Linked DNA regions of Mus musculus: all the other regions are linked to region 1. A link is a contact called in public HiChIP or PLAC-seq and promoter capture Hi-C data. All regions are on one chromosome and are shown on one strand. Each heading gives the region's core, a stretch centred on a gene start, on an enhancer-like site or on the middle of the called end of the contact. The rest is flanking DNA. Distances are from core to core; before and after follow the strand shown. Region 1 holds the start of Rragc (Ras-related GTP binding C). Region 2 holds the start of Ago3 (argonaute RISC catalytic subunit 3). Region 3 holds the start of Zmpste24 (zinc metallopeptidase, STE24). Region 4 holds the start of Zfp69 (zinc finger protein 69). Region 5 holds the start of Exo5 (exonuclease 5). Region 6 holds the start of Ago4 (argonaute RISC catalytic subunit 4). Region 7 holds the start of Psmb2 (proteasome (prosome, macropain) subunit, beta type 2).

The links. Promoter capture Hi-C pulls out the DNA fragments that hold promoters and counts their contacts. HiChIP or PLAC-seq counts read pairs in DNA pulled down with a chosen protein or histone mark.
Region 2: a contact with region 1 is called in an H3K27ac HiChIP or PLAC-seq map of bone marrow-derived dendritic cells, with 5 times the contacts expected there. The contact joins the promoter of Ago3 here to the promoter of Rragc in region 1. A contact is called at or near these places in 2 of 39 promoter capture datasets (erythroid cells and liver) and 2 of 115 datasets of contacts at active chromatin or transcription factors (astrocytes and bone marrow-derived dendritic cells).
Region 3: a promoter capture Hi-C map of pre-B cells shows a contact between it and region 1, with 5 times the contacts expected there. The contact joins the promoter of Zmpste24 here to the promoter of Rragc in region 1.
Region 4: a promoter capture Hi-C map of pre-B cells shows a contact between it and region 1, with 4 times the contacts expected there. The contact joins the promoter of Zfp69 here to the promoter of Rragc in region 1. A contact is called at or near these places in 2 of 39 promoter capture datasets (liver and pre-B cells).
Region 5: a promoter capture Hi-C map of pre-B cells shows a contact between it and region 1, with 4 times the contacts expected there. The contact joins the promoter of Exo5 here to the promoter of Rragc in region 1. A contact is called at or near these places in 2 of 39 promoter capture datasets (the HPC-7 cell line and pre-B cells).
Region 6: a promoter capture Hi-C map of pre-B cells shows a contact between it and region 1, with 2.2 times the contacts expected there. The contact joins the promoter of Ago4 here to the promoter of Rragc in region 1. A contact is called at or near these places in 3 of 39 promoter capture datasets (liver and pre-B cells).
Region 7: a contact with region 1 is called in a promoter capture Hi-C map of pre-B cells, with 2.5 times the contacts expected there. The contact joins the promoter of Psmb2 here to the promoter of Rragc in region 1. A contact is called at or near these places in 2 of 39 promoter capture datasets (liver and pre-B cells) and 1 of 9 other capture datasets (liver).

The regions. Positions count from the first base shown.
Region 1 is chr4:123,915,897-123,918,976 of GRCm38.p6, reverse strand. Rragc (Ras-related GTP binding C) reads right to left here and starts at 1,544. Exons shown (of 7, transcript NM_017475.2): 1 at 1,210-1,544. The coding sequence starts at 1,443. It also overlaps D130007C19Rik.
Region 2 is chr4:126,428,038-126,431,162 of GRCm38.p6, reverse strand. Ago3 (argonaute RISC catalytic subunit 3) reads left to right here and starts at 1,621. Exons shown (of 19, transcript NM_153402.2): 1 at 1,621-1,895. The coding sequence starts at 1,877.
Region 3 is chr4:121,096,266-121,099,567 of GRCm38.p6, reverse strand. It overlaps Zmpste24 (zinc metallopeptidase, STE24), which reads left to right and starts at 1,358. Exons shown (of 10, transcript NM_172700.3): 1 at 1,358-1,691. The coding sequence starts at 1,569.
Region 4 is chr4:120,950,118-120,953,266 of GRCm38.p6, reverse strand. Zfp69 (zinc finger protein 69) reads left to right here and starts at 1,579. Exons shown (of 6, transcript NM_001384119.1): 1 at 1,579-1,823.
Region 5 is chr4:120,923,196-120,926,389 of GRCm38.p6, reverse strand. Exo5 (exonuclease 5) reads left to right here and starts at 1,385. Exons shown (of 2, transcript NM_028457.2): 1 at 1,385-1,879.
Region 6 is chr4:126,532,161-126,535,399 of GRCm38.p6, reverse strand. Ago4 (argonaute RISC catalytic subunit 4) reads left to right here and starts at 1,942. Exons shown (of 18, transcript NM_153177.3): 1 at 1,942-2,215. The coding sequence starts at 2,197.
Region 7 is chr4:126,676,164-126,679,382 of GRCm38.p6, reverse strand. It overlaps Psmb2 (proteasome (prosome, macropain) subunit, beta type 2), which reads right to left and starts at 1,740. Exons shown (of 6, transcript NM_011970.4): 1 at 1,538-1,740. The coding sequence starts at 1,628.

The DNA.
Region 1 (3,080 bases), core at 295-2,794:
ACCTGATAGCTCGTACCTGAAAGCTCAGGATGAGCTTAAAGTCACCCTTGGCTACATAGTCAGTTCTTGGCCAGCCTGCTATACAGGAAGAAAACAAAAAAACCACAGCAGGGCTGGAGATGTAGCTTTAAGGCTTGCCTGATACAACCCTAACATACAGCAAATTTGTCTCTCAGTGTTAACTTGGAAGAGAGAAAAAGTTCTCATAGGTTTCAAGTGGTAGTTACTTAGCATAAGCACTCCCCCCAAAGGTCTAACTTTGACACAGACGTGAGAAAATAAAACAGTTGTCCAGCAAGTGCAGGGGCGGAAGATGTGGGGGTAGGCAGCGATGTTGCTTTTTAAAAACACCACCCCTACAAAATACCAGAGATTTCTGTTTGGACAGACCTTTGTGTCAGAGTGGAAATGGGGAAAGCATGGTTGTCTGTGACCGTAGTTTTACCAGAAGTTCGCTCTGTTTGTAATGGGAATGGCTGATTGAAAGAAATCAACCCTGCCTCTATTTCCCTAAAAATACAAAGCCTTAGGCATTCATTCTATTCGTTCACGACGGACCCAAGTGAAAACAAATGCACTGATGTCTGTCCGCCTGCAAAACCGTCTCCAAAGATCGCTGTGACCAGCTACTGGGGACTGTCACCTGTAACTGCAACCACAGGGCTACAAGTTCTAAATAAAGTAGGTGTAGCGATAGAGTCCCCCCCCCCGCCCCCCCCCCCAAAAAATGTTTTTACAGAAGTCTCCAACAGACTGACAACAAACACTGAGATGCCCAGTGTCTTCGCCACAACACTTTCAGGCGCCGCTACGGTCCAGAGGCTGGGAGGAGATCCCTGAAAACTCCTGTCACCTAAGTGAGATGCGGCGGGACAGCACGCTCACCAAGTTCTCCGCGTGAGAACCGGGGACGACGGGTCGGTTTCGTCAACGCCACAAGGGCAGCGACCAGAAGGGAGGAGTTCTAGGGCGGTGACCGGCACCTGCCTCCTCCCTCCAGCCAGCGTCGCCTCCTGGCCCCCCTCGACCCTCGGAGGCCCAGGTCGGGGACCCTGGGCGAACCGCGCCCAGGCTCTGCGCTCGCAGGTGTGGACAGTGCCCGGGGACGCAGCGCCAGGCCTCCACCCTCTCAGGCCTCCTGGGCACCCGCCACCTGAGCGCCGTGGGCCGGGCAAAACCAAGGGCAGGCGGCGGCTGCGGGGCGCTCACCTTCTGGATGGAGGATTTGCCGCTGCGCCGGAGCCCCATAAGCAGGATCCTCGGCTTGGAGCTGTCAGCGCCGCCCGGGCCGCAGCCGCCGCCGGCCCCCGCGCCTCCGCCGCCACCCGCCGCTGCCTCCTCTTCCTCCTCCTCCACGCCGTAGCCGAAGTCCTTGGGGAACGAGTCGGCTGCGCCGTAACTGCCGGCCAGGGGCGTCTCCTCCGCCCCGTACTGCAGGGACATGGTGCTGGACCACCACCGCCCGCGCCCTGACAGGCCAGGCCAGGTTAGGCCGCCGCCTCCCCAGGCCGCCGCTGTTGCCGCCGCCCCCGGCAGTAGCCGCCGCAGGGCCCGCCCATAAGCCCAGCTCCGATTGGGCCGCCGCCAAGCTTCGGTTTATTATTGGCTGGGCGGGCTGCCACTCTGGGACAACAGGGTAAGTGGTACTATCACGTGCCCGGAATCACCTGACTAGCAGCGGCAGAAGGGGGGGAGGCGTCACGAGGAGTTCGGCCTGGCCGCGCCTCTCGTCGGCCTCCGGGCCTTCGCCCTGGGGGCACAGCCCGCAACGCACCTCGGCCTTCCATGCGCGCGCTGGGCTGCTCCCCGCTCCCCGCCTTCTTCCGGGCTCCGAGAGCAACGCAGGGAAGCTTCTAGGCGTCTGGGTAAGAATTCTTTGTGCCCCCCTCCCTTGTTGCAGCTGCCCTGCCAGTATTTAGTGATGCTTGTCAGGTCCTGGGTACCAGGAAGGCACTGGAAACTGAATTGCCCCTCCATGCCCTCAAGTTGCTTGAAGCTGAACAGAGATTGGACTTCTGTGTAAGTTGACTCAGTACAGATTTTATGGGAAAAGGCCATGAGGATAGATGAATTGCTCTGGAATTGGGTGAGTCCACCGGAGGTCGTGTGTGAGCCAGTCCAGACCTATAGATTCGGCACGTGCGAAAGGCAATTAGGAATCTCAGTGATAACTTGCCTATGCTGGTACCTGGAACCCGATAAGGAAAACAGATACGAGCATGCTAAAACATCTTCTAATTCCGTAAGCAGATCGCTGATAGGATACTGCTGCCCTTATATTCTACCGACTCCATCTTCACGCCCACCTAGTGCCCCTCCAGTAACCCATCCAGCAACTGAGTACTTGACTTCTTTGTGATTAGAGACTAGAGGAATTAGGGCTAATGAAGGCAAATGATTACTGCCAAAGTATGTTTCAGAAAGTTGTAAATGTCTCGGACTCCCAGAAGTGGAAATTTGACAACCCTTAAAATACAGCCGTGTACACTCAAAAGGAGTTGGGGTAGGGATAGGGCTTCTGGTTTTACAAAGTGACTGTTGTTTGCAGGGCTAAGGATGAAATTCGGGGTCTTTTGCGCATGCTAGGGAAAATTCTACCACATAGTCTCATCTCCTACTCAGACAGACTGATCTGACTGTAGAGAGAAAAGTAAGCTCTAGTAGGCCGTCACAACCTCACCTAAAAAATATCAACTCCACAGTACCTAATAGACAGGCAGAATGCACTTAAATATGCGTGTGTCTCTCAGTATCAATGGGAGAATGCTTTCAGGACACCCTTAATCCGATTAACCGACTGGAAGACGGTCAGATTCCTAGTATAGGCTATTTACATGTGAACCTATGCACACTCCATGTACTTTATATTATCTCTGCATTAATTATAATAACCAGTACAATGAAAAATGAAATTGTGTCTTTGCCAGGCATGATATGATGGCCCACATCCGTAAATCTCAGTACATCTGAGGCAGGTGTAGAATTCCCCCCAAAAAGTTCTAAGTCAGCCCACTCTACACATCCTTGACAGCCTTAGCTAGAAACCCCTTTTTTAAAGAATGGGATGTGTGTATAAATAG
Region 2 (3,125 bases), core at 372-2,871, 2.5 Mb before region 1:
GGTTTACCCTAAAACAGTAAAAGCAAAAGTAGATAGGAACCCATCACAGATATTTGTTGGATTTCACTGACTCTAAGGACGCAAATCTTCCTTCAGTGTTAAAAAAGGCAGCACCTTCGAAAAGATGAATCAGTGGTTATGATCACTGGCTGTTCTTCCAGAGAACCTAAGTGCTTCCCAGCACCCAGGATGGCTCACAACTGTTTGAACAGTTCTCAGGAATCTGCCACCCTCTTCTTGCCTCCAAGACACCAGAAGTGCAGAGACCAGACACCACCACACACATTTGAAAACAAATAAAAGCATGCTGTTTGTCACCACACCATGTTTTTCTGGAAGCTAGTTGAGCTTGCATTCATTCAAAGAACTAGTTCCAGAATCAAGAGATTGGGGGTAGGATAGGTCCTTCCACAAGTCTGAGATTTAGTTCTTATGGCTTAGGTCAATATGGATTGTATATAATCAGAGCTTGAACATGACTTTTAAGATGTGCTCATTCATCTGAGGATGTGATATTTTAAAAGTGATAAGAGTATTTCTTTTCAGTCAACAGGAAGAGAGGCAGAATTGGTGTGCTAGATGTGGCTTGGAGTCACTTCCATGTATTAAATGTTTATTATGTAGTCAGCATATTTATTAAGTACCTCAAAATTGTAACTATTGTAAATATTTTTGTTACTAACATTTGGGAGGTTTTTGTTTTTTGTTTTCCTTTCAGTTTTTCTGATGAGGAAACTAAAGTCCAAAGATAAAGTGACTAATCCAAAAACCCAAAACGGGGAGGGAAGGGATCGTGAAAATAAAATCTTTCTCAATTCTCTTTTTTAAAAAAGAAATATATGTCAAAACATTACTGGTTCATTGGGACACGGGGAAAAATACTGAATCATTGCTAAGCTTGCATGAAGTATCTGGTTTCACGAAGCCAAGTATTTTTAAAAGACGGACTATTTGCCGGATAATGAGCTGGGTCTAGTCTCCCAAAGGTTCCAAGTCAGCAGAAAAGCACCAGACTGGATCGGATCGGGGAAACTGGAGGCTGACCAATTTAGCTGTAAAAGTCTCGAGTCCCAAGGAAGAGAAGGTTTAGCAGGTGTTTAAACACCGGAAGGTCGTTTAGGTTCCTCAACGTATTGGGAGACTGTTTAAACATAAACGTAATTCCATCTGGTATACATGGAACATCCCGTTTCTTGTTCATCCGTTTAAAAACTATATTGAACTTGTGGTCACCGCCTAGTGCACGTGCTCCAAGCGGGTGTGGCAGACGGAGCTGGGAGGGAGGATGCCCTTGGCTGGTCACCCGCCACTCTCAGGTAGGATGTACCTCAGGTAAGCTCCGCGGGCAGGCAGCGATGTCGCCTCAAGCAGCGGTCCTCACCCGGGAGGCTGGCACGGGGAAAGCTGGCCTCTCGCTCGGGATTGTCGCCGTCAGGCACAGCGGGTGCAGGGCGACCGCCCATCCGCGGCTCCGCCCCAGCCAGGCACCGGCTCACCCGCCCACAGATCCCCAGACCTTGTTGCTCCCGCAAGGCTCTGGCTCCAGGCGAGCTGCCGACCCGGAGGGAGAGCGGGGCGGGATCCGGAGAGCGGAAGTGACGCGAGCGGGCTTCCGGGGGCGACCGGGAAAAGCGAGCGGCTGCGGCGGCGGGGCGGCTGGCGGGTCGGGAAGCTGCACGCGTCAGCATCTGTGGGCGACGCAAGTTCCGGACCTGGTTCCAGCGTCCTCACTCAGGACTGTCGCCGCTCTTACCTCGCTGCAGGCTGTCTGTCTCTCCCGACTGTGCCTCTTGTGCCCGGAGCTTTCCGAGGGCGTCCGCTCCTCGCCTCTGTGGTGGCACCCTTCTCTCGTGAAGCACTCCCCCCAGCTCCATGAATGGAAATCGGCTCCGCAGGTGAGGCGAGCTGCGGGACAGGGCAGGTGGGGTCGTTACCCCGATGTTGTCCCCTGAGCATCCTTGTTCCTTCCACTTCAGGTGCTGTCAGCGCACATAGTGAGGGAGTTGCGGGCTTTCAGGCCCGATGCGGGTGTCCTCTCCACAGCCCAGGGACCTACACTCTTGGGGTCATTGAGTTGGCGAAACTACAAGGAGGGCTTAAGTTTGGAGTTCTGTAGGTGATGACATCCCCCTAGAGTGCTTTCCCCTGAGAATGGAGAGAAGTTTGCCCTTGCTTTTGGAATTCTTGTTGGAAATATAAAGGGCGCGCTTGTCCTTTAACCGGGTCGTGTGTCCCATGGATGCAGAACAAGTCAGGCATAACCCTTATCTACCTATTAGTGTAGTTTGAGGATACTCTGAGATAATCAATGATTACGTTTCTAATTGGTGCTCGGGCGACGTCAGATGCAAGATGGCATTGCTCCCACCCCTGGTTCTCAGTGTCTGAGTGTGTAGTTTCTGAGGAGCTCGGAGATGTCCTGTCGCTCTGGACCACTGCTTACTAGAAGGCAGAGCTTCAGGATGCTGACACTATTTCCCCTCTATTTTCTATTCCCTGCACAGGAAATCTGGAATTTAGGATTTGTCTCTTGAGGAAAAAAAAAAAAAAAAAAAAAAGAGGTCTTGAGAAAGGAAGCCGGCCTGGATAGTGCTTGTCTTTAAAAAGGAAAAAGTAGTCAGCGATTCTAAAGTAGTTGATAGAGTAACATGAAATAGGTGTTACATAACGGCCTGCTGGCCCAGCAGTCACCCTGTTCTCCAGTTTGAAAGTTCTCTCCATCCACAAGATCAGTAATATATTGTTTTCATATATTTGGGGGATTGCCTTGTTATTATGTCCTAGCAAGTCACTGAATTTCATATCTCATCTTGCCAATTTGAAAGGTCCCCAAATATAAGAGAAAAAAAAAAACCCAAAACTAAAACTAGCAACATAGAAGGCCTTCAAATCAGTTCAGGGCATAATTGTCGAAGGGATACAAAAAGGCATTTCCTTTATTATGTGGAATTTCTTTCTACTCAGTGTCTACCATTTTTTCCCTTTCTATGTTCCATTTTTTTTCTCATATTTTCTTAACAGTGAAATATGTCTAGGCTGTGAAGTTTTGGACTCTTATTATCAATATGTGTGTTTCCAGACTGTATTTTCTATGCTTTAAAAGTTTACATTCTGTCTGTACTGCT
Region 3 (3,302 bases), core at 109-2,608, 2.8 Mb after region 1:
TACCACTCTTCCATTGGTACAATGGAGAGAGTCCCTAACATCACAGTGGCATCCACCCTTTGTTGACACAAGGGCTAGGCTATGCTTGTGTTTTTCCACAGGACTCTACAACACCATGATGGGTGCCAGTACAAAACATCCAACCAGCCATGGAAAAGGAGGACAGGGACGAAGCCTCCTCTCTGAAGACCTTCTACCTGAGGAAATGGCACTTGTTAGAGCTATGTCTCTACTTGCCTGTGATCCCTGTTTTCATGCCATTTGCCTTACACCCAATCAAGTACAAAATATTTCCCAGGCCCATGAACAAAACTCAAAGTTCAGCTAACAGTTCAATCAGTAATTTTGCTGAAAGCAAAAAATCCCCCAAAAGAACTTTTGGTTGCCAAAGAATCTGTGATCCTATATTGAAGTAATTCACTTTGTCAAGTAACTTCTACTGATTACGCTCATGCAGATAAATTTAGTCATGGTTGAGAAATTTGAAACCTTAATCTCAACATCTTTAGCATCACAATCTCACCATATTTTAAATTGGAGCTACATATTTTAATTGGAGCTAAAGATTTCGCAATTCACTATAAATAATGTTTATACAAAGTGCTATTAGTTCATAGAAACTATTAATTAAATAACATTTACTTTGTGGTCAGAAAAATTCTGGCTTCACGTTTCAAGTAAAGTCAAAGTAGTAACAGGGGCCATAGTGACCCTATTTCATTGTTGAATTCCAAGGCAAAGGTACTGAGCTGTGATGGTGTGTGGTGATGTGTGGTGGTGGTGGTAGTGGTGGTGGTGGTAGTGTGTGTCTGAAACAAGGTCTTGCTAGGCTTAAAGGCAGTGGCTACCAAGCCTGCCTGTTTGAGGTTAGAAATGCAGTCCCAGGACTCACAGGTAAATGCCTCTTCTGACTTCACTTGGGGAGGATGAGATGAAATGTGTAAATGAAAATCCTAATCACTAGAGTCATTTTCATCTCTAATATTCCCAAAACCAGAACTTTCGAAGACAAGCCAAACAACCCCAAATGCCTCGTTTGGTTAGTTATCCTGGAGATGCACATCTAACCTTTGAACGGCACTAAATAGAAGGAAGGAAAAGTTTTAGAGCCTCTCTCATCCTTCCCAGCTACTTCTAGAGGGAATATTTCTATGACCCGGCTTATCCGGTCCGGTTAAGCACCGGGGTCCATTGCCCTCTCTGGTAACCCGCCAAAGCAAAGGAGAGGCGGCGACCACACTGACGTTCCCAGGAAGAAGGCCGGAACCTTTGAATTGGATCCCTGCACACAGAATCCGGAGGGATATTTCAGGTGCACCGCTGCTCATTCTTCAGGCGGAAGTGAGGAAGGTGGGGCGTCTTATTCTAGCAGAAATAAGTAGGTCCTTGAAGAGTAAGGCTGGAGGGAATCGTGTCTTTGTGACACTTCTGGCAAAGCTGAGGGAATGGGCGTCTGAAGAAGCCCTCGGAAGGGACCCGTATTGTTGTGACACCGCTGGCACTCTCCGAGGGACGCGTGTCGCTGAGGCACCGGTGCACGCTAAAGGAGCGGGTGAGATAGGGTGACGATGGGGATGTGGGCATCGGTGGACGCTATGTGGGACTTCCCTGCGGAGAAGCGAATCTTCGGGGCGGTGTTGCTCTTTTCCTGGACGGTGTATCTTTGGGAGACCTTCCTAGCACAGCGGCAGGTGAGCATTGACGTGTCTCCCCCGGCTGAGCCCCTGGACAGCCTTAGGCCAGCCCGAGCCTCTACCCAAGCCCCTTAGTGTTTGCCCGGATGTAGCAAACCGTAACCCCCGGTGAGCTTCCTAACTTTTCCTAATGGTGACTGCCGCTTTGAGGAGTTTTTGGAAAGGCAGAAGTTGTTTGCAACGTTGTAATGGGACCCAAGCCTGTAAGCGGCTAATGAAAGGGAAGAACTGCCCTACCGCCAAACTTGAGCATGTCTATGCCTGCTTTACAGCGTCTTAAGAATCTTTGGACCGGGACTTGACCAAGCCTCGTTGGTATAGGCTTTCTAAGTGGAGGTGCTAAATTTGTAGAATAATAACTTCCCATGATATTGATGTTACCATGCTCAACCTCACTTTGCAACCGTTCCAAAGACTCGCACGCCGTTTGAAAATCCTCATTAGAGCAAATGTTGTTTGGGGCCACAATGTGTGTGTGTTTCATTAAAATTTCTCTTTGGGTTTTTTGTTTAAAACGTTAAATAGTGCAGTAGAAAAGCTAACAGTTTTCCATGGAGATAGCCATAATTAACAGTTTAATTCGAAATGTGAACGTTTTAGTGAGATGGACTTTGAAACAACAAAACAAGTTATCTGCAACATTATAATGGGTCCCAAGCCTGTTGGTGTCTAATAAAAGGAAAGGACAGCCCTGCCGTCAAACTTATGCAGGTCTATGCCTGCTCTGCAGTGTCTAAGTTTGGACAACACTCGTCTGTGTCGTCCTTGAGAACCTTCCCCTTTAACTGCTGGACCTATTTCTTGAGCTCTGCAGTCCTTTTCGTCTGCAGTTTTCTTCTAACTTACACTGTATGTGAGTTTCTTTGCCAGGCAAGTGCTCTCCCACTGAACTACATTTCCCAGCCCTTCGTGACTCTCCGGATTGCAAGTTTGAAATTTTTTTTTTTTTTTTGGTTTTTTTGTTTTTTGTTTTTTGAGACAGGGTTTCTCTGTATAGCCCTGGCTGTCCTGGAACTCACTCTGTAGACCAGGCTGGCCTTGAACTCAGAAATCCGCCTGCCTCTGCCTCCAGGGTGCTGGGATTAAAGGCGTGTGCCACCAAGCCCGGCACAAGTTTGAATTTTAAAAATCTGTCAGTGTCGGGTTATGTCTACCTCAGTCTCTTCCTTTAGTATGTTCAACGTGTTAAAAATTACTGTAGCTAGGTACTCAAAGCTTCATTAGTTCAGAATTGCATAAGTACCCTTGCTTGAAGCAAACACATAACGTGTAGTATCAAAACAGCAGGGTGAGATATTGAGTACTTATCTGACATAGTTTATTAATAGATCAAGTTGCATCTTTTTTTTTTTCCAAGACGGAGTTTCTCTTTGTTTAGCCCTGGCTGTCCTGAAGCTCACTCTGTAGACCAGGCTGGCCTTGAACTCACAGAGATCCATCTCCCTCTGCCTCCTGAGTTCTAGTATTAAAGCCATGCACCACGACCACTTGGCATTGTTGCATTGTTGTAGGGTTATAATTTAATGCCTTCAGCTTTTTGTTGCTGTTGTTGTTAACATACAACAGGAAAAGTATTTATTATAAAACTATTATAGAAGGTCTATTATA
Region 4 (3,149 bases), core at 330-2,829, 3.0 Mb after region 1:
GCCGGGTGCTTACAGTTATAATGCTGTCTGCTAAAGATGATGCCCCCCGCCCCCGTAACATGTAGAGTCAAAAACAAAACAAACAAACCTCCTTCCACATTAACAATCAGAGTGGGACTGTGGGGAACCAATGACTTGTGATGTATTATACAGGCATTTGAAGCCTACTCTGAATGACACCTGGTGTCTGTTCCAATCAAGAGTTAGCTAATTAGTTACTTAGTGCAGTAAGACTAACTGCTTAGCAAGACAGAAGTCAGCGGGTCCCTTAGATGGGGACACTGACAAACAGCTCATGAGATAAACTCAGAGCTTTAGTTCTGCCAACTCCAAAGATCTTCCACTCCTCTCAGGGGTGCAATCCCTTTTCCAGGAGCACCAGATGCAACTGTACAGTAGTGTTTAATAAACTCTCTACTGCCAATTTGTCTTTTTTTTTTTTGCAAATTAATTTACAGCCCAAGTGCCACTGTCTTCAACTCAATAGATAGAGATGACTTTGAACGAAGATCACAGCCAACGACACGAAATTTTTTTGCAGTTCATGAATTTTTCCCATGTTGTTTCACTTATCTTCCCCCATCCCAAACACACACAGACACACACACACACACACACACACACACACACACACACACACACACACACATTAAAGAGAACACCCAGCCCTTCGAGGTTCTACTCATGTGGAGAGGGTTTCCTATATCAGTCCCAAGTCCGCTCATTTTTCCCCCTCCCAGTCTCTATGTGCAGTATGAAAGGTCTGTTTTCCAGATAGCTGGGCAAAAGCCGCTTTCAACTTGGATTAACTTTCTGGATGCTGGTTTTCCAATTTTTGCTCTGGTAAGTGTTTACTCTGTCGTCATCTCTTCTGTATCTTCCAGTGGGCTCAGTTTTATTTTCTCAATGCCATATGTTTACTGAACTTTTAAAGAGATAAGTTAAATTGAGGAACTGAGGAAGGCTAACTCAGACACCAGACACTTCCCCTAGCTACAGGCACTCAGGAAACACGCCGTGAGAATATGGGAAGAAAGGGGTTCTACCTTCCAGGACCATGGGAAAATAAATTCCTATTGTTTAAGTCACCGGTGTGAAGTGTTTTTCTTTGGGGGTGGGAGGCAGCCTTAAGCAAACTAATACATGTCTTTAGGGACATTAAAAATACATATCCCGGAATTTTTTTTTTAAGTTTATTGTTTTCTAGGCCCCTGTTGCCTTTTGGATTGTCTATTTTTCTACTTATCGAATTCACCAGAATTAGGAGATTAGGAGAGAGCAGGAACTGCGTGCGATTTAAGGCTGCATCCTGAAGCCTTAAGAATGAAAGAATGACAGAGAAGCGGCTTCTCCAGGAAGACTCGCCGGGCCACGGGGTACAGGAGACCCTCAGCAGGGGCTGCCGGCTTCGCTGGACACCGCCCCTGGGTCTGCCCGGGCGGCTTCCGGCTTCCGGGATCTGGGTCGCGCAGCACCCGGGTGGGCGGAGCCACGGGCAGGGCGCTGACGCGAGCAGCGTGGGGTGGGCGGGTCCCGGGTGGAGGCGCGGGGACACGAACCGGGCTAGAGGGGCGGGGTGAAACGGCGGAGCTCGGGCATCTGAGCCGCAGCCGGCGCCGCAGGTCCTGGGCTGGGACAGAAGGCCGGGCAGGACGCCTGTGCGCGCGGAGCTCCGCTCCCGGGTGCGGCGGGTGAGAAGCGGGAGAGGCCGGTGTCCAGCCCGGAGGCCGACGGTGTCCTGTGTCCCTCGGAAGCCACGCTGCGCACTGGGCGCCGCGGTGTGAGCGTGGAAGGCTGGCGGGAACGGATCCGGAGATCCTCCGGTGAGTAGGCGACTCTGCTGCGGAGCTGCGAGCTCGACCGGGTGGCTGCCTGCGAAGTTCTGCCGATGGGTCGTTCAGCAAGCTTCTGGGATTGCCAGCTCCTTCGGAAGGAACAGCACAAAGTTTGCACTTAGTGACGAGACTTTTTACATAGTCGGGGCTATTTGCACCAACTCCGGTCTTTTTGGACAGGCAGTCTTTCACCTTTCCTCCTCTTCCCCCAGACTTCAAAGAGCAGTCCCCTCCCCGAGAGAGAGCTGCGTTTGGGTATCAGGTCCACTGAATCTGGTCCCAGTGTCCACAACTATTCATATGCTGAATGGGCGATTCAGATGATGGATTCGGGTTGTTTCCAAATTGCTGTTATGGTCAGTTCTGTAGTGGTTCTACTTGCACTTGACATACTATATTTCCTCCTCTCCAGCTCTGTGGGAGCACATAACCCTGCAGTTTTAATTGCATCTGAACCGGGGATTCGTTTCACCAGCTGTGCTGGGCATTTGGAGTGTGTGATGACGACTGTTGCTGCTGGCTTATGACAAAGCGCAGCCCTGTGAATTACTGTTTTATCAACTGAGATATTCAAGCTGAGCTTTCTAATTGTTTTCTAAAATAACTCTAAAACATGATGGCCACTGGGGCCCCGTAAAGGCTTTGGCAGACAGGTCTGATGCCCTGGTAAAAGGAGAGAACCAACTCTCAAAAGTTGGCATGTGACCTCCACCCCCATAAATAAACGCATGTGATTTTTTTTATTTTTAATTTTTTTTAAAGATTTATTTCTTTATTATAAGTACACTGCAGCTGTCTTCAGAAACCCCAGAAGACGGTGTCAGATCTCATTAGGGATGGTTGTGAGCCACCATGTGGTTGCTGGGATTTGAACTCAGGACCTTTGGAAGAGCAGTCAGTGCTCTTAACTGCTGAGCCATCTCTTCAGCCCGTGATTTTTTTTTTAAACTTTAAGATAATGTTTATTGTACAGCTTTAAAATAAAAAGGTCTTAATTGTTAACTTAGTAGACCTAACATTGTCTCAACACTGCATCCCTGTGCAGTAGTTAACATCCACATTTTATAGATGAGGAAACTGAAGGTCAGACTTGAAGTGCCTCAGGTCTCAGCTTTACATACAGGTCAGACATCAAAGAGCCTTCCTTGGCGCCAGCTCCAAATATGTAAGCAGGCAGAAGGGGCATGCAGCTTACAAGGTGGTCAGGTCAGGGCATGTGGACATTTGTACTTTTTTTTTTCCTTTGGTACTGGCGTCTTTGTATCTATGTGTTTAAAGTTGAGGGTTACTTCTGTATCCAGGACACTATTATTT
Region 5 (3,194 bases), core at 136-2,635, 3.0 Mb after region 1:
GGGCCTAACACTAGGTTCTAGTAGGATTAAGAGACTAGACTCAGCCACTCATCTTCAATATGCCCTTAATGAAAGAAAGGGGATTTATTCGATGAGGTCACTTTGGAAAGAGGAACAAACACAGAGGCCTAATGATTTCCAAGACTGTCTTTGGGGTTCTGACATGTGGTTTAGGTTTAAACAAAGCAAGAGGGATGTACAACTAAGCAGATCAAGGAACAGTCCTGTCCACAGTTGTCTCAGCTTGTGTCTTCTGCAGAGTGGTCTGACAAGCTGTAAGGATCCTATGAAGTCTCTTCCTGGGAGGTAAGTTCTCCTCTGAATGGTGGGTGGCGGGGGGGGGGGGGGGGGTGGGGGGGTGGGGGGGGGGGTTCTACTGCTTCCATACTGCCAAAGGGAGGGGCACAAGTGCTTCTCTTTTATCTTTGCTCCCACTGTGATTGAAGATAGTATTTCATGGGTTTTACTCCACATTTGGAAATTTCCTCTTTTTTTTTTTTTTTTTTTTCCTACGCAAGTTCCTTGTTTGGAATCTGTTCATCCTCCCCCTGATACAATACACTTTATAAAACCCTGATTCTGGTGAACCCCTTAAACTGGTGACTGAATTAACTAAATGAACCTAACAGCTAGGCTTTATCCTTCTGGACTTTAGACTCAAGTCTAGAGTCCCAGCGCTGAGATTTTTGGTGTGGGTCACCATAGATGCTGGGAAGTATTTTTCAAAGGCTCAGAGGTTAAGAGCACTAGCTGCTCTTACAGAGGACCTTAGTTTGTTTCTCTGTGCCCATGTGACTCAACCCTTCTGTAACTCTGAGGCCCTCTTCTGGCTCCCGAGGGCACCAAGAAGATATGAACCACAGACATGCATGCAGGGAAAACATTCATACACATAAAGGAAAAAACAAAACATTTTTTTTAATCTTTAAAAAGAATCTGGGCATAAGGGCACAATGGCTTGTAATTCCAGCACCGAAAAAGCAGAGGCAGGAGTAACCCAAATTGGAGGCCAATAAAAAGGATAAGAAATAAATAAAATAAAATAAGACACTGACAACTGCCAGCGTCTTTGAAGCTTGAGTTCATGATTGTTCACTAAGCTGGGAAAGCTGATGTCAGGTGCTAAGATCCGGATTCGGGCTCCAAGGGTGTCAGAGGCCAGCTGCACTGGGGACAGCGAGACGACCACCATGACCGTCCTCTCACCGGGCGGGCGTAAGAGAACGAGACGGTAACAGCCTGCACTAGGCACTGGTGGATAAGGAAATACAGCGGACTGCAGACGCCCACTCAGCCCCAGTGTCGCGAGAACCAGGGGCCTGGTGGGTGGGGAGGGGTGTGACATGAAAAGGGGCGGGCCTCCAACCGCCGCCGGGAATTCTGGGACAGGGGTGAAGAGCTAAGGGGCTGCCCCTTTCAGGCACGCCCCTCATTCGGGTTTTTGTTCTGTGCATTTTGGGCCCGCGATTGAGTCTTTGCGCTTGGGCACACCAGGGGGACTGGGGCTGGGGGCTGAGTGGAAAGCACACGCCTGCCTGCGTGGAAGGCCTGTAACGAGTCAGGACGCAGAGGATGAAGGCAGCAGCAGGCAGCCGGAAGCCATCAGCAAGGCAGGGCCTCCGACCTCAGGCTGCGGCTGGGAACCTGGAGAGCAGAACTTACCGCCTGGAGACCTTACCCTTGGAGAGGCCAGTGTTAGGAGGATTTATGACACGCAGCTGCCCTAGCAGTGTGACTCAAGTGGAAACACCATAATGTGAAGGAGTGGTCAGGTGAAGAGAACAGAAGTCCACATTCCATCATAGCAAGGTGCCTCCCCATCTCCCCTCGTTTTAATACATGCTCTTCCCTGTGAGGAGGGAAATCAACTAAGGCCCAGGTGAGTACGAGTTGCCTCTCTCCTGAACTTTTCAGAGCAAATAGATACATAGTAGACCCATCAATGCCTTTGGAAGGAAAGCCACATTTATTGTGTGTTAGTTAATATCTGTACTGTTTTAGCTCTGTGGGCATTGAAGGATTAGCTTACCAGTATACATTTTAAAGATGTGCCAGTCTCATCAGAGAATTTTTGAAATGTGCCCAAGATTATTCAAGAAACAAATAGCAGAACCGGGCGTGGTGGTGCACGCCTTTAATCCCAGCACTCAGGAGGCAGAGGCAGGCGGATTTCTGAGTTCGAGGCCAGCCTGGTCTAGAGTGAGTTCCAGGACAGCCAGGGCTACACAGAGAAACCCTGTCTCGAAAAACCAGAAAATAAAGAAAGAAAGAAACAAACAAACAAATAGCATACCAGCAAATTCTACTGGACGTTTCAAGATTAGATTCAAAATCTGTATCTTCAGGATCCCTAGACTCTTGATGCCGATCTGGTATTTTCTGAACATCTATCTCATTTAATTTTTCACCTAATAATTTTCAGCTTTATCTGTTTTAAAACTTTTAAAACATATATTCATATATAAAATATTTAATATGAATATTAGTAGATATTTCTATATCTTTAAGAAGTCAAGGGGGCTGGAGAGATGGCTCAGAGGTTAAGAGCACTGACTGCTCTTTTAGAGGTCCGGAGTTCAAATCCCAGCAACCACATGGTGGCTCACAACCATCTGTAATGAGATCTGATGCCCTCTTCTGGTGTGTCTGAAGACAGCTACAGTGTACTTATATATAATAAATAAATAAATAAATCTTTAAAAATAAAAAAAAAAAATAAAAAAAAAAAGAAGTCAAAAGTCTGCCAGGCAGTGGTGGTATAGCCTTTAATCTCAGCAGCTTGAGAATAAGTTCTAGGACAGCCAGAGCTACACACACAAAACCTGTCTCTCTCTCTCTCTCTCTCTCTCTCTCTCTCTCTCTCTCTCTCACACACACACACACACACACACACACACACACACACACACACACGTCAGAAGTCTAAAAAGAAAGTCATAAAATGAGGCTTTTGATGGATGATATAGCAGCTTTACAATTAATCTATGGTATATCCAAAAACGCTAGTCCAGGCAGCAGGTAAAGTTCATTATGTCATCCTTTCTGAACTTCTGTATTTAGCAGCATAAAAGTGTCTAGGCTGTGCATTTGCGTCTAAATTTTACATCAGTGTGAACTGTTGTCTTCTTTTACATGAATGTGAAGCCCTTGTCTGTCTCAGTGTACTAATTTTTGTATTCTCAGTTGTGCTAATA
Region 6 (3,239 bases), core at 693-3,192, 2.6 Mb before region 1:
CATCCTGGGCATGGTGATGCATACATGTCTGTAACTCGGCCCTTGAGAATCCATGGCAGAAGGATCAGCAGTCATCCTTAGTCACACAGCAAGTTCTAGACCAGCCTGGGGCATGTGAGACCCTGTCTCAAAACAGCAATAACAAAATCCAAACCAAAACAAATCCCTTGAGCTTCTTTCTAGACAGTGGTTTTTCTTTTCCTTTTAGTTATACACCAGTTTTTCTTTTCTTTTCTTTTCTTTTCTTTTCTTTTCTTTTCTTTTCTTTCTTTCTTTCTTCCTTCCTTTCTTTCTCTCTCTCTCTCTCTTTCTTTCTTTCTTTCTTTCTCTGTGTGTGTGTGTATGTATGTGTGTGGATTTGTATGTGTGTGTGCATACATGTGTATGTGTATGTGCAGGTATGTGATGTGTGTGTGGTGTATGCATGTGCATGTGTAAGTGTGTGGTGTGTATTTATGTGTGTATGTGGTATGTATATATCTGTGTGTGTATCTGTGTGTGTATGTATGTGTATGTACTGTATGTGTGTGTATGTACAGTGAGCTCCAGTGATCTGCCTGTCTTTGTCTCCTCTGTCTCACTCTGCAGTCCTGGCTGTCCTAGAAGTCACTACATAAGTAAACCGAATTGGCTCTGAACTGCCTCAGTCTCCCTAGTGCTGAGATTAAAGGCTACACTGGGCTGGAGTCTCTTAAAACATGGATTGCCTTAAATTCTTTGGTAGCAAAGGCTGGCCTTGAACTCTCCAACTTCCTACTCAGGCTGTCAATGTTATAAAGTACCTTTACCCACTGAGCCATCTTCCTTATAAGAAAAAGAAGTTGGGGGCTGTAGAGATGGCTTTAGTGGTTAAGGGTACCTCATACTCTTGCAGAGGCCCCAGGTTTGATTCTCAGCCCCTACACAGCTTACATTATCTGTAATCCTGTTTCGAGGGGATTCGATTTGGTCTTCTGGTCTCCGGAGGCACCAGGCACAAACACATGCATGCAGGCAAAAAATACTCATACACATAAATTAATTAAAACCAACCAAACAAAAAGGAGCGGTTTGAATAGAAGTTACCATGGGAAGACCGTGTGATAGCACAAGAAGATAGATTTCTACAACCGAAGGAGAAAAATCACACCCCCTGCCCCAACTCGCCTTGATTTTATTAGACTGTCGGTGTGCAAAACTGAGAGAAAACGCATTTCTATTGCACTAAGCTGAGGTACCCAATGGTGGGCCCCAGCAAACTAGAATGAGAGTGTTGTGCCTTTTTAACTAATAGACTGCCGTTGCCCGTTTAGTTGACCAGACAGCCTATGGTCCTGTCTTAACTGGAAGTCCTGAATGGAAACTTTAAGGACACTTGACTCGCTGAGCTACCTGCTGCCTTGGTGACATGTTGACCAGTCTTGGGACCCAGAACAGAACCTGCTTTCCCTGCACAGGGAAGGAAGGTGACTGGATATGTGGTGTCCGGGGTGAGGGTGGGGGTGGAGTAGGAGGAATGACTGAAGGTGACTGAAGGACCGATTGTGCCTGAAGTGTCCAGGGGTCATCTCTGGTGGTGGTGGAGCGATGGAGGACAGGTTCCTAAGGTGAGTCTCAGGACGAAGTGGAGGGCTGCTGCCTGTGGGTCATCAAGGACTGGAATCCAGCTCTTTCGATGGCGACTTGGAGGAAGGTTGCCAGAATGGGGACCGGCGGAGCGGCGTGCGGGACCGCAGGCGAGCGGGCCCGCTGGTGGAAGGGCGGGCGGGCGCGCGCCTGACGCGTCCTCTGGGCTCGGCCCCCCGGGCGCGCGCCCGTCCCTGCCGCACCCCGCCCCCTGCCTCGGTCAGGCTCGCTGGACCCCGCGCGTGCGGGGCCGCGCACGCCCCCTTCGCTAGCCGGGACCCGGGACCGCAGGCGCCTGGCGCCCCCGCCCCGCCCGGCGGGCGCGCGCCGCCTCCCGCTCCCGTTCCAGCTGGCGGCGGCGGCGGCAGCGGCCGGGATTGTTTTTGTTGTCGCTGAGGCCGGAAGAGCCGTGACAGAGTCGGGTCCCTGTCCCCGGACTGGGCGCCGCCGCCGCCCCCTGCCCGCCCCCGGCCCGCGTCTTCGCGGCGCCGCTTCAGCGCCAATATTCCAGAGAGCAAGCGTTACGCGGCTCCGGCGGGGCCCGGAGCGGGAGGCGCTGGGGACCGGAGCGAGGCGGCCCCCGTCGCCGCCATGGAGGCGCTGGGACCCGGTGAGGAGCGCGCTCGGACCAGGGTCAGACCTGGGGCTCGGGAGGGCAGACAGACCGGCGGAAGGGACTGTCGCTGCCCGACCGCCGCTCGCGGACCCGGCTGCCGGCTGCCAGGCCCCGGGAAGGAAGGGGTCCCATGCCCTCGTCCCTGGGGGGCGGGGACCACGCCCCAGCTGAAGACTCTAGGTCTATTCGGGACCCGTCTAAGGGAGGGAGGCTCAAGAGGTGACCCGAGTTCCCCGGGGTAGGGCAGACCTGTTCGGACCTTAGATCTCTGTCCACGGTCGCCGCGAGGCTAGTTGGGGCCTCAAATGGGACCGTGTGTCTGGGGCACGCCGAGGCCCGGCCCAAACCTGGAAGGCCTTCTACCTTCTGTCAAGGGTTTTCTTGGTGTGGGGCAGAATCCCTGTTTTCTTTTGCACTGGCATCTGGTTCCTCAGATGAGGAGGAGAGACCCACTCACTCATGTCCCTGAAAGCCAAAGGGAGAAATGTCCGTTCTTTTTCCAAAACTCTGAAGTTTGGTATCTGTCAGTTTGTCAGTCCCAGAGTGCTCTGGAATGACAATCCAATACTCTCCAGCAAGGGCATCAATGCCCTGCCTTCCCTTTTAATTGGGTTATCAGAGGCTGTTAAAATCAAACGAAAAAGTGTTTTTGAAACTGTGATTCTTTGCTGGTTATGGGTGGCCCCTGGTTCTCTCGCTCTCTGCTCCAACCCAAGGAAGCTTTCCAAACTCTCACGAATACTCTTCGTTTGGAGCCTTGTGCTCCTGTCTCAAGCCCTACAACAGGTTGCTAATGGCTTGGCTAAGTAGGGCAAGGTTTAGGGGCAGTGATGGAATTAGTTTTCATATTCAAACCTTGTCTACATAGTAGACTTAGTTGTATGTTTTTAAAATTCATAGAAAATTAGGTTTATTGTTTGCATTTGGAAATTTTGCAGGTTTGTTAACTTGGAACATATTTACATAACTGAGCGATTAAATCCTATCTTTATTTGCTGCTTAAGGTTTTCTTAAAAAG
Region 7 (3,219 bases), core at 491-2,990, 2.8 Mb before region 1:
CTTCATGCTTACACAGCAAGCACACTGACCTACTCAACTATCTTCCCAACTACATAGTATTCTTTTTTTTCTTCCTCTTTTCAGTCCCTAGCACTGTAAAGAACACAGAGAGGCATGAAACTTGTCAAATGAACTTTTAATCCACTGAACAAAAGCTAGATATCTTTCAAACAGTAACATGCCTATGATCAGTCATGAAAACACTCAAGATTCTGTGGGTCAGTTGTCACTATAAAGGTAGTGAAGTTGTTAAGGGTAAAAGAGATCATTTTGCATAATGTCTACTAACTTGTTTTTGGAGTGCTGAGGCTGGGGCCTTGTATATGGTCGAAACATATGTTGCCACTGAATTGTAGACTCAGTCCCAAATTACACAGATTTGAACCTAGGTTCTACCACCTGTAAGCTTAGAAACTTTTTCTTTGATAATTTTAAAATTTTTATTTATTTATTTAGAGACTCTCTCTCTTGTTCTGCACAGGTGCACATTGCCACAGAACAGGTGCACAGGTCAGAGGACAACCTGCAGGATGTTGGGGTGGGGTCTCTTCCTCTGCCATCTGGGTTCTGGGACCAAACTCCGGTTGTGAAGCCTGGGCAAAAGCATCTTTACTACTGAGTTATTTCAACATCTCCTTAAGAAAGTTTTGTACATATACACACATATACACACACACACATACATATATACACATACATAGATATGTATACGCACACATATATGTACACACACACACATATATATGCATGTGTGTTATATATAATATATACTATATCTATACATCTTAGTTATACATATTCTGTCTCCAAAACTAACTGCAAGAAGGGCACATAGTAGAGCCAAACTTTTAACAAATTAAAATGTTAACGATGGACACACCTGATACATATATGCTTCAGTTTGTTAAGTGTTTGTCCAATGCTAACTCCTTCACTCAATCCTCTCAACAAGTTTTGAGTTGGTTATTAGTAATTTGAGAGATAAGAAAATCTGGGCACGGGAAAAAAAATAACGTACAAAACTCACAGAGCAAATAAAGAGAGGCCATCTCTGCTGCATTCCACTATTTAACGACAAGTAAAATCTAGCAGCCAGGGAAAGGCGGAAGAGGCTCTGAGGTGAGCCACTGAAGACAGCGGAAGCAGAGTGGAAATGCCAAACTCTGGGGAGTCTCACTCTCCCCAAGATCCCACCTTAGGGCACCCACAAATTATAACTTCTATCTGGGGCGACTGAAACTTGCCAGAAATTCAGAAATTGGAGGCGCCGGGCACACACTTGAGCTCTCATAAACTTAATTCCCTCACGCTGAGCAACTCTCACCTAGCAAGCCTCATCTGACCCAGAATCCCAAACTAGAGCCCTAAGCTTGTCTGCCGGCTCCCCCGGCTTCTCAATCCTGCAGTGCCAGCAGGGCAGAGCACACTGGGCTCCATCTTCCAAGCTGCCCAGAGGGAGGCCCACGGTCCCCTTCACCAACTCCCGCCGACTGCCCCTCCAGCCAGGCCCGCCGGGCCTCCCCCTGCTTCCTCTCACCGTCCTTCATCTGGACAATATTGCTGGCGGCCACTCGGTCGGAAGCGACGAGGACATAGTCTGGGCCCTGGATGCCAATGAGGTACTCCATGGTGCCGGGAAGCGGGAGGCTGCAGAGGCCACGGACAGGGACACTTCCCGGGTACACGACCTCACCAGTGAGACAGCACACCCGGACTGAGCTGGGGGTGACGCAAGACGCGCGACGGCCCAGTCACTGGCGCGGCCCAATGACGTCACCTCTCGCGAGAGAGCAGGCGGGAGCTTGGGTGCTTTTCCGCGCTGAGATTGCGGAGTGGGCTGGTCTAGAGGTGTGGTTTGGAAACGTAGCTGTGGGTGATGGGGCGTTGCGTTTCCTTATCTACCAAGTCGAATTTTAGAGTTTGCACGCAAATCAAGCCGTACCCTGTGTAAGAAGTACCAGCACGTGTGGGTGCTACAGAGGAGAGGAGGTCTTCAGCTTTCTGGTTTTCATTTCCTTGCTCGTTAAACAAACGGGAAAATTTTCCCTGCAAGCCAGATTGAAGAACAATTTCCCCGAGCCATAGAGTTAAGGACCAGGGGAGCAGCCTAGGACAACACATCTCAAAAGCAAAACAAACAAACAAACAAAAAACCTACTTGGCGGTGGTTCCCTCTTGAAATCCTAGTACTGGATAGACAGAGGCAGAAAGCACGTTAGTCAAGCCTGTCCCTCGAACCCACGGTAGAAAGAACAGACTCCCCAAAGTTTTCCTCTGACCATCACACTAGCGCGTTCATCCCCAATACAAATAATTTTTAAAAAAAATTTTAAATTTAAATATTTTACTATACTTCTGTTTCATTACATTTAAAATATTATTTTAAAAATGTATTTATTAATGTAAATGAGCTAAATACCTAATAAAAATGGGAAAAAAAAGTATTTATTTACACTCCAGCCATTGCCCCCCTCCCCAAAGTTCCTCATCCCAACAAATTTTTAAATGTTCACTTTTATTTACTTATTTTTTATATTTTGATTTGTCCCGACAGGATTTCTTGGCTACTCTGAAACTCACTCTTATAGACTAGGCTGACCTCGAACTCAGAGATCCACCTGCCTCTGCTTTCTGAGTGCTGGGATTAATGTATTGTGACACCACCACCCGGCCTTTTTTGAGAGATGGGGTATTACTACTATGTAGCCTTGGTTGTCCTGGAACTAATTTAATTGTGTTGACCAGACTAACTTCAAATTCACAAAAATCTGCCTTCCTCTAACTCATCAGTGCTAGAATTAAATTCCTGATCCACATGCCCTACATGAAATATTTTGGAAAGAGTAAGATAGGAAATTAGGGATGGACTGGAGAGATGGACCCGTGCTTAAGAACACTGGCTGCTCTTCTGGAAGACCTGGAATCAATTTCCAGTACCCATAAGGCAACTGGAAGACAGCTATCAGCAACTCTGGTGTATCTCTGTCCTCTGAAGGCACTTCACACACTTGATGCACACACATACATTCAGGCCAAAACCCCATAACACATAAAGTAAAAATAATTCTTTTAACAATAGAAAGGGTAATAGAGGAGAGACTACAATTAAACTGCATATAGAAATGTCTTAGTGAAACTTGTGACTTTGTACAGTTAATATACTTGTGCCGGCTAGTCCTCTGTCAACTTGACACAGACTAGAGCTATGTGAAATGAGGC